Regions from separate parts of the Gossypium hirsutum genome. Here region 1 is linked to region 2. The links are chromatin contacts, called in public Hi-C maps. All regions are on one chromosome and are shown on one strand. The core of a region is the stretch at or near the end of the contact, and the rest is flanking DNA. Distances in the headings are between cores, read along the strand shown. Region 1 holds the start of LOC107956486 (transcription factor MYC2). Region 2 holds the start of LOC107953004 (RNA-binding protein 24-B).

Evidence for each region. A called contact is a pair of places that touch in the nucleus more often than the background predicts.
Region 1: a contact with region 2 is called in a Hi-C map of leaf, with 2.7 times the contacts expected there. The contact joins the promoter of LOC107956486 here to the promoter of LOC107953004 in region 2. A contact is called at or near these places in 3 of 34 Hi-C or Micro-C datasets (callus and leaf).

The regions. Positions count from the first base shown.
Region 1 is chrA07:29,550,276-29,554,912 of Gossypium_hirsutum_v2.1, forward strand. LOC107956486 (transcription factor MYC2) reads right to left here and starts at 3,135. Exons shown (of 1, transcript XM_016892137.2): 1 at 1,222-3,135. The coding sequence starts at 2,977. The coding sequence ends at 1,469.
Region 2 is chrA07:29,136,828-29,141,364 of Gossypium_hirsutum_v2.1, forward strand. It overlaps LOC107953004 (RNA-binding protein 24-B), which reads left to right and starts at 1,626. Exons shown (of 6, transcript XM_016888229.2): 1 at 1,626-2,226; 2 at 2,323-2,452; 3 at 2,783-2,900; 4 at 3,064-3,100; 5 at 3,197-3,428; 6 at 3,555-4,439. The coding sequence starts at 2,011. The coding sequence ends at 3,772. It overlaps LOC107953005 (60S acidic ribosomal protein P1), which reads right to left and starts at 1,561. Exons shown (of 4, transcript XM_016888231.2): 1 at 1,420-1,561; 2 at 1,186-1,265; 3 at 791-1,009; 4 at 462-688. The coding sequence starts at 1,257. The coding sequence ends at 635.

The DNA of each region.
Region 1 (4,637 bases), core at 1,885-4,384, 410 kb after region 2:
CAAGTTTTACAACTTATTCAATGTAGTCCCTACAATCAAATTGGGTATCTTAGGCATAGTATTTCCTCATGAAATTTTCACATAAGCATGCATTCACATCCTAGACCTTATAATAATCATAAAATAATTATTTTTACTTTGAATTTGTGGTCTCGAAACCATTGTTCCTAAATCAGGATGTTACACTAAAATTCAAAAAACTAAGAGAATTTTTTTTATAATTACATATATATAATTATTAAAAATGTATATAAAAATAAACTTAGACAAATGTACATGAAGGTTGATCTCATTAGGACATCTAATTTGTCCACATTTATTCTAAAAGAGTATTTGTAAATTATTTTATATATTCTTATAATTTAAAAAACTTAAAAATATTATTATCTTTTTAGATTTTATTTGGAATTTTAAGTATTTTTAGAAAATTTTAGAATTTTTATTATTATTTTGCACATGTCAGCCTTTTATTAGTTTATTTGATATTCCTTTTAATTAAAAACGTGGAAGTAACAAAGTGCTTGATGGAAAGAAAGTTCATACACTAAACCAACAAAAAATTTTCTTAAAGCACGGAACTGAGTATTTGTCTATAGTACAAAAGAAAAATAGATATTAAGACATTTCTTTTTATCAATTTTTTTCTTGTTAAATAGAATTATTATATTAACCCTTTGGTTAAAAAATTCTAATATTTATATTTTTTATACAATTATTAAATTATTTATAAATCTCTCAAATCTTAAAATATTATGCTTAAAATGTTAGGACTCACAATTTTTAATAATAAAAATATCAATTGAATTAACAAATGAAGTAAAAACCTAAACATAAATATGATTAATTAATAAGCACATGTTGTTGACACATTAACAATATTTAAATTCATCATGTATATTGCATTATATTTTTATTTATTTAAACATTCCTATCAAACATTTACGTCGTAATCTATACATATATTTATACAGTAACAGTTCATAAATGTGGTGTGGTTTATAATTAATTGTTATTTTGAAGTTGCTTGGAATGATTTCATTTACCTGATTTGGAGTGAAATAGAGGCATTTTATAGGTTTACAAGCACACAAAGCTGATATTTTGGTGAAAATTCAAGAGTGTGAACAATTTAGACCTGGGGAACAGCAAGAAGAAAAATACGTAGAAGGAATTGGTGAAAAGGAGGCAGCAAGAAACGGATGAAATAAAGCAGGCAAAGAACAAAAAAAAAAAAAAGAAAAAAAAAGGGCAAATTACAAATTGTTGGAAACATATTTGCTCATTTTATCTCTTAATTATACAAGACAAAGCAGAAAACAAACCCAAAAAGGGAAACCACAGGACACAAAATACAAAACCAAACCACAAATAAATAAAGAGAGTGAGATTTGGCAAACCAACAAAGCGACAGTAGGAAGAAACTAAAGCATTGAAAAAGATGTTCACGTCACACACTTACTAGATAAACTTAGTGGTCTAGCCTCCTGAGAAGAGTAGATTTGAGGCCTTGTTCATTTCTGAGTTCAAGATCAGGGACGTTGACTACGATATCCTGGAGCATGGTCTCGTTAACACACGACATGCTTGCATGATGGATCGGAAACTCCAGATCACGAAGGGCAACCATTAACCTAGTAACTGGATAGTTCATATTCTCTGATTGAACCCTAATCATTGCATCATTCCCCATGATCTTGATATCAAATTCAAGGCCCACGCACCCTGCTGTTGCAGGGGATGGTGAATTATCAGGCTTTGCTGCTTCCTGTTCCACGGAAGTGGTTGTGCTTTGGTTATCCGTAACATCAACCATTTCTACCTTAGGTTTCTTACACTCCCTCTGAAGCTGCGATTCCAGTTCTTCGACTTTCGCTTTTAGCTCACTGATGTATGAGACAGCGTCAGATAAGAGCGATGCTTTGTCCATGCGCGACACGTTCGGGACTACGGCTCGGAGGGCGTAGAACCTGTGGTTCAGCTTCTCACGGCGTTGCCTCTCAGCTTCCACGTGGTTCAACGGTGTCTCTCGTCCAAGTCCGGGTTTCCTTCCACGTTTCTGTGGGGTTCTCTGCTCTAAATGACTCATGGCAAGTGATGGGCGATCCGTGTCAGAATGCTCCGAGTCCACAGAAGAAGATTGCCCAAGTTTTGTGGAATATTTCTTGGTTGGGTGGTTGTGGTGTTCTTGCTTGGTTTCATTAACAGGACCTACATTTTCTTCTTCTTCTTCAACACCGGAAACTATACCCATGTCTGCAAAAGAGATGTTTCTGTCGAGGAAGGGGATTGAAGGTCGGGTTAGAGTTGGATCTGTACTTGATTGCTTTTGTAACAAGTCAATGGGATCAGCTCCGAAAATGGATTTCACTTGTTGGACTAAACCCCAATTTTCACTGATCATTTCTACGGATCCTAATTCAAGAACCCCGCAAGAAGTTGGTATACAGACCATCGTCTCAATGCCATGCATTTGTGCTTCTATAGCTCTTTCACAGTTGTAAAACTGCAAAGCATGAGCACCGGTTAACCAAACCAGAGAGCCAGTACTTAGAGCCATGCCTGGAATCCCTTCTCCAGCAGGGAAAGATCGAGACAATGACATCACGTAGAACCATTCAGCATCACTGACCCCGGTGGTGCCGTCCATCATCGACACATCTACCTCATGGTTATCTCCGATGAGAGTTTGGGCTCCTTTCATCTCCTTTCTTCTTTCATTTTCTAGGCACGAAATGTTGGCGCTTAATAATTTTGGAGGCGTACCTTTGGTGGTGCCTTGAAAATAACCATCTCCCCAGCACAAAAACAAACGACCATGTTCATCGTTTGATGTCTGCCAAAATATAGCATATGTCCACCAAATTTGCTGGCTTTGTACCACAAATTGGAGCCTCTGCTGGAGAGTTGAAGGTGAAGTTTCCTGGGTCATATAGACCAGTGAAGAAGATGAAGATGGAGAGATTATAAGTTCTTCCATGGCTGACCGATACAAAAAGAAGGAAAACAATACACGAGGGAATCTGAAAGGCAGAGATTTTGGAAGTTCTTTACAACAAATAAGCCATTAAATCATCTTAAATTTTACAAGGAAAAGAAAAACCAAAAGAGAATACGGGGTGCATTGGACAAAAAAGGGGGATGGAGGAGGAGTTTATAAGCTTTGTAACTTATAAGGTGGGGGCCACAAGATCCTAAAATCCTCTGCATGCTCACCTATAAGCTTTGTCCACTTTTCTTTGTTCATTTTAACAGTAAGACTGTGACGTTAACTCGTTAAGTTTTTTCGTGTTTATTTTGGCTGTGTGAAATGATTTTAGGTTATCAAGTTGGAATTATTAACCTGGAATTTTCGATAACAGAAACTAGCATATTAATCTCAATCATCCTAGCAGCATAAAGGAAAGAGGGATTTGTTTCTAACTTGGTGTTCAAATTTTGATTAAAATTAAATTAATTGATTGAATCGATCTAATTTGATTAATCGATCTAATCAATCGGAGGTCAGTTAAAATTTTTTTAGAATTTCGGTCAACGGTTAATTTAATTCGAAATTGAATAATTAATCGCATTAATTGAACTTAATAACTAATATTATATATTATATGTATTAGATTATTATTAATTCGGTTAATTCGGTTAATCTGATTAAATAAACCTTAAAATTTTTTTTATATGTTTCATATTTATTTTAACAATAAAATAAAATGTATAAGTTTTAATTAATTCCGTTAATCTAAAGAATTAATTTAAAAAATAATTAAAAAATATTTTAATTTTATTAACAGTTAAATAATTAAAAAATTCAACTAATTTAATTAATAGTAATTTGATTTGAATATTGTGAGTAAAGTTAAAGGAAGAGATAGAGTAAAGATTTTAGTGAAAAGATTAAAAAAGCACATGTTTAAATATCGTAAACGTCACATGTGAAGAGATAGAATAAAGGGCAGACATTTGGCACCACTTGCACGTGTATTGATAGCGACAGGTCTAGTGACTACGATGCGTATGGGCTCCTCGTTATTTGGCATCACACACAATTTATACATCTTTTAACCCAATCATTGAAAACTGAAAAAACTCATTAATGTATTATTATATACCAACAACCAACCATACTTAAAGAAATATCATACCGTACCATATTATACTTTTTTTCTATTACGTTCTTTATATTACACTATACAATAGGAGTTATTAAAATAGCTATATATAATAGACTGACACATATTTCGTAAAATTAACATAGTTTTCATATCATTTTCAAAAAAAAAAAAGAAATCTTATTTAATAAAAATTAATTTTCTGACCTTTATAATTAACCCTTTTAATATATTATTTTTAAAATTCAAATTTAAAATATTATTTGTGTAATTATCATCAAACCGTGTTATATTTATATTAGCTCAAGGCTTTACATTTGTGGATTGAGCGCTCCTATATCAGTGTCTTTTTATATTTCAGGTTTTTTTTTTATCGTTTATAATATTAAAAAGTAAAAATATTTCTCAAGGAAAAAGAGAATAATTAGTTACTTATATTATTATATCTATATAACTATATATAAAAGAAAGGTTTTGGACTAGAGGATAGGTTGAACTTAATACGGATGGAGCTGTATCGAGAAATAGCTCATT
Region 2 (4,537 bases), core at 376-2,875:
AATATCCAGCAAATTTATGTATTTTTTAAAGGAATATCCAGAAAGAATCAGAATGAAATATTGGTGAAGAAAATCGTAAAGATGGAAAGTTGAAAAAGTAGAAAAATACAAAATGAACATATGATTAAAAGAAAACAAAATTTGAAAAATATTGTCTTTCAGCTTTTCGGTTCTTTCTTTCTGCCCTTCCATTTTACTACTCTTTTTCTTCTCGTCCTACTTTTCCACTCTACAATAGATAATATAGAAATTCACTACAGTTTATTTCTTCGTATCAAATAGCTATTCCCAACAACTGATAATTTCAGTTGGATCAAATCAAGAGATGTCATCTATAAGCATAATGAACCAACAATCAAAACCAACACAAAAACATGCATTGCAAAAGAATAAAGCAAATACCATTCAACACTCAATGAAGAATGAAACAAAAAAAAAAAGGTCAAATATACTTGTATAAATAAGAAAATTCAAACTTATAATTCAAAAAGGAAGCATTCATCAGTGTCACTTCATTTAAATTAACACTTCTAATTAAGAGAAAAATACCAAAATCAATAAAACTCAAAAGAGTTAGTGTCATACTTAATACGCTAAACCCGTAGTCGGCTGAATCACACACTAAAAGGAGTTCCTAATCAAACAAACTGAATCCCATATCATCATCACTCTCTTCCTCTGGTTCCTCCTGCAAATAGCCAAAGAATCACATATCAGTATAAATGGTGCAAGGAAATAATAGAGACAAGGATATCACATCCACTTATTTATTCGTAATTTTTAATTCCACCTTCTTCTTTTCCTCTGCAGGAGCAGGAGCAGCAGCACCGCCTCCACCAGCAGCTGCAACAGGTGCAGCTGCAGCGACCGGAGCACCACCAGCAGCAGCACCAACATTGGTTATGAGATTCTCAATGTCGCACTTCTCAAAAAGCTTAGCAAACAAGCTTGGCCAATAAGACTCAACAGAGACATTGGCAGCTTTAACTAGCGCGGCAATCTTCTCAGCCTATTAATGACAGTTAAAGAACCCCCCCCCAAAAAAAAAAAATACCTATGTTCCCATACAAATTGGGAATCTCTCAACAACAATAATCAAATTCCTATTTTCCAATAATCCTATCAAAGAATTAAAAAAATTAAATAATAAATCATACAACCCTAAATTATTTGCATAAAGGATACGGTGATGGGGATGCCATCATCATAGAGAATCAAAGCAGCATAAGAGCAAGCAGCTTCGCCAACCGAAGACATCGTTTATGCTATTAGAATTAAACCAAATAAATAAATAAATAAAGCAATTAAAACACAATCAACGTAAAGATTTACATCAATACCGAAAAAAGAACAGAAAGGAAATTCAAATTTCCCAAGAAACAAACAAGAAAAGAAATGGAAAAAAATCAACGAATTTACCTGAAAGATGAATATAGGAGTGATGGGTTATCGGCAAGCTGTGCAGCGCCGCTCTGAGATCAATATGTTGTTAGGGTTTTCTCTATGACTTTGAGGAAAAGGGTTTTAAAGGGAAAAAAAGAAACTGTAAATTGGGCTCCTATGTTTTCGGAGGCCCATTTAACCAAACAATAAAATAAAATTATCGTGGCTGTAAAAAAAGTGGCAGTTATATAACATTAGGAAAAAAAACAACAGCTAAAACAACGAACAACAACAACAAAAAAGAAAGAAAAAACAACACCGAGAAAACAAAAAAACATGATACACGATTGCACGAGTGCTTGAAGAAGGCCAAAGGGATTTTTTTTTTTTAAAAAAAGGCTTTTGGGTTTGATTAATCACTGATGTGATCTTCCATAGAAACGACTCTCCAATATCAAAGTTCACTTTTTTTTTTTGAAAAAAAGAATTCTCCATTTTTTAACCACTCTATATTTGGCTTCTGGGGTAGTTGTTTGTTTTGTTTTTTTTTTTTTGTGGGATTCTTAGCCATTTTCTTTCATCTCTGTTTCTCTTTTTTATTTGGGAGATTATTCTGTGTTTTTTTACATGTCTCAACAAAGGCAATTTCAGATGGTGGGTGGTAGCAACAATCCAGGAGCAGGGCAGTACAATGACACAACTTTTACGAAAATCTTTGTTGGTGGATTGGCTTGGGAAACTCAAAGAGATACCATGAAGCGTTATTTTGAGCAATTTGGAGAGATTATTGAAGCTGTTGTTATTACAGATAAAAATACTGGGAGATCCAAGGGCTATGGCTTTGTAAGCTTATTCATCCCTTTCCTTAATATGTATATATACATATCATTCATTCCATATGACAATTAGAAGGTGATTATCCTTATTTTCCATTTCCAGGTTTCATTTAAGGATCCAGATGCAGCCATGAGAGCATGTCAAAACCCGTCTCCTACCATTGATGGAAGGAGGGCGAACTGCAATCTTGCTTCATTGGGTGCACAGAAGACTCGTCCACCACCACAACATGGTTTTCTTTCTCTCTTTTTCTTTTTAATTGTATTGGTTCTTGTTGAAATGTCATTTCCTTATCTCAATACCAACTCTTTATGCATATGTTAAATGGTCCTGGCGAATATTCACTTCAATATTTGGGGTGAGGAAAGTTATTGTTTGATAATGATATTTCAAAGGATCAAAAAATCCTCCTTTTTTTTTCCTTTGTTCATTCTGAAGATGTGTTTTTTACCATATTGGGAAAACATTTCATATTGGTCAATGCGATCTGGTAAACTGAAAAGTGGATCTAAAAACTAGAGTTATGAAACAATTTAATTTAAGATGAAGTCAATAAATGCAGGAGCTGGACGGTTTAGACCAGCACCTGGGTTGATGGCATCGCCTGTTTATCATGGTTCCTCATCAACATTCATCCAACAACCTAATAGTCAATATTCCATTCCATACTCTGCTTATGGGTGAGTTCAATTATTTTAGAAATGAAATTCAATGGCATTGCCTGCATGAATCCCAACTGGTTAAGCCTCAATGGCATTTCTTATTTTAACATGCATTTTAGTACTCTTTATTGCTTCATTTATCTCCTTTCATCATCCTCATTCCCTGCTTGGTTACTTTCAGGTATACGGGATACTCCCAAGACAGTAATTATCCTTTGGTTAGTGTTTATAAACAGAGCTTGAAAATTAGAAATAAAATAACAACAATTTCTTTGACATTGCTTTGATTAGCTAAATTTGATGGTGTTTTGCAGAACTATTATAGTTTGTATGGAGGTCAACAGTTCTCACCTTACTACACTGCCGGAGCATCAATGACACCCGGAATGTTTCATAATTTTTATCCATTTTATGCTCAATATGCACAAAATAGCCAAGCTCATGGTTTTGGTGTCCAATATCCCCAAATGCTACAGTATCCTTATTTGCCTCAGCAGGGGATCCTATCACTTCCGTCTTCAATGCCTTCGGCAATAACTCCCACAGGTGAGGATTTTACATATCCGGAGAATGTTTACATAGTCCAGTCACTTTCTCTCTTGGTTTATAATATCTATGGCAAGACAACTTTAATGCAACATTCAACAGTAAGTCTGCCGACAAATTTTGCAGCAACTACAACTACAGCAACTGTGACAACAGCAACAACGACTACAGCAACTACGACAGCAGCAAGAACAACTGTGTCGTCATCGGAGACGGCAAAAACAACATCACCGACTACAGAATCACTACCCCCTGCAACTATAGCAACAACTGGGGTGGTGGGATCGGAGTCAGGTCCTTCACAAATTTCTGGGACACCTACTGAAAAGAAAACATCAAGTTAATTTCTGTTGAGGGATGCAGCGTCTTTCACAATACAATCAATGATGTTTTGAAAGGGAAGCAAAGGTAGAGAGTAAACGGAAACAATTGAATAACAACGAATACAACAAAGTTTATTTGAGTCAAAAGAAGGATGCTTCATGCCCGACCACCTAGCATAACAAGACATGGAACTGAAAGAATTTTAGTAGGGGATTGTTGTTCATTCATGGAACGGGCATTTTAGATGTAAAGCTCGCTCCACTAACTGTTTACAGTTCATTATCTATTCGAGTCACCGATTCATCATACATGTTTGGTATAGGACAGTAGGGAGAGTCTGAATTAGTTGTTAGCATTAGGAGAAGAAAATCATATTCGTTCGTGTATGCATGTGCATGAGGTGGAACCTAAATATTGGCTTTGGATTCTACCTTACAAATGATTTTGTCTCGGCTGCAAAAAGCATCCGATGATAATCTTGTTCATATTTGTAGCAAAGTGGTTCAAAAGATTGATTTTGTATCTTTGAACTCAAATTTGATTTTATTGGTCAAGTAAAACGGCGAGCTCGGATAGCTCACCCATTAACTTATATAATTTTTTTCTCTTTTCTGTTGTGTTTCATCATTCATGATTGATACTTTTCAAAGATAGGATTACTTGGAATAATAAGATGGTATTATCTCATTTGTCTTTTATTTCTGGCTTTCAGTGGGTAATTTTTTTTTTTAATTCAATCCATCAAATCCTTCTCTTTTCCTCGAGTTCAATGCATGTGTTTAGAC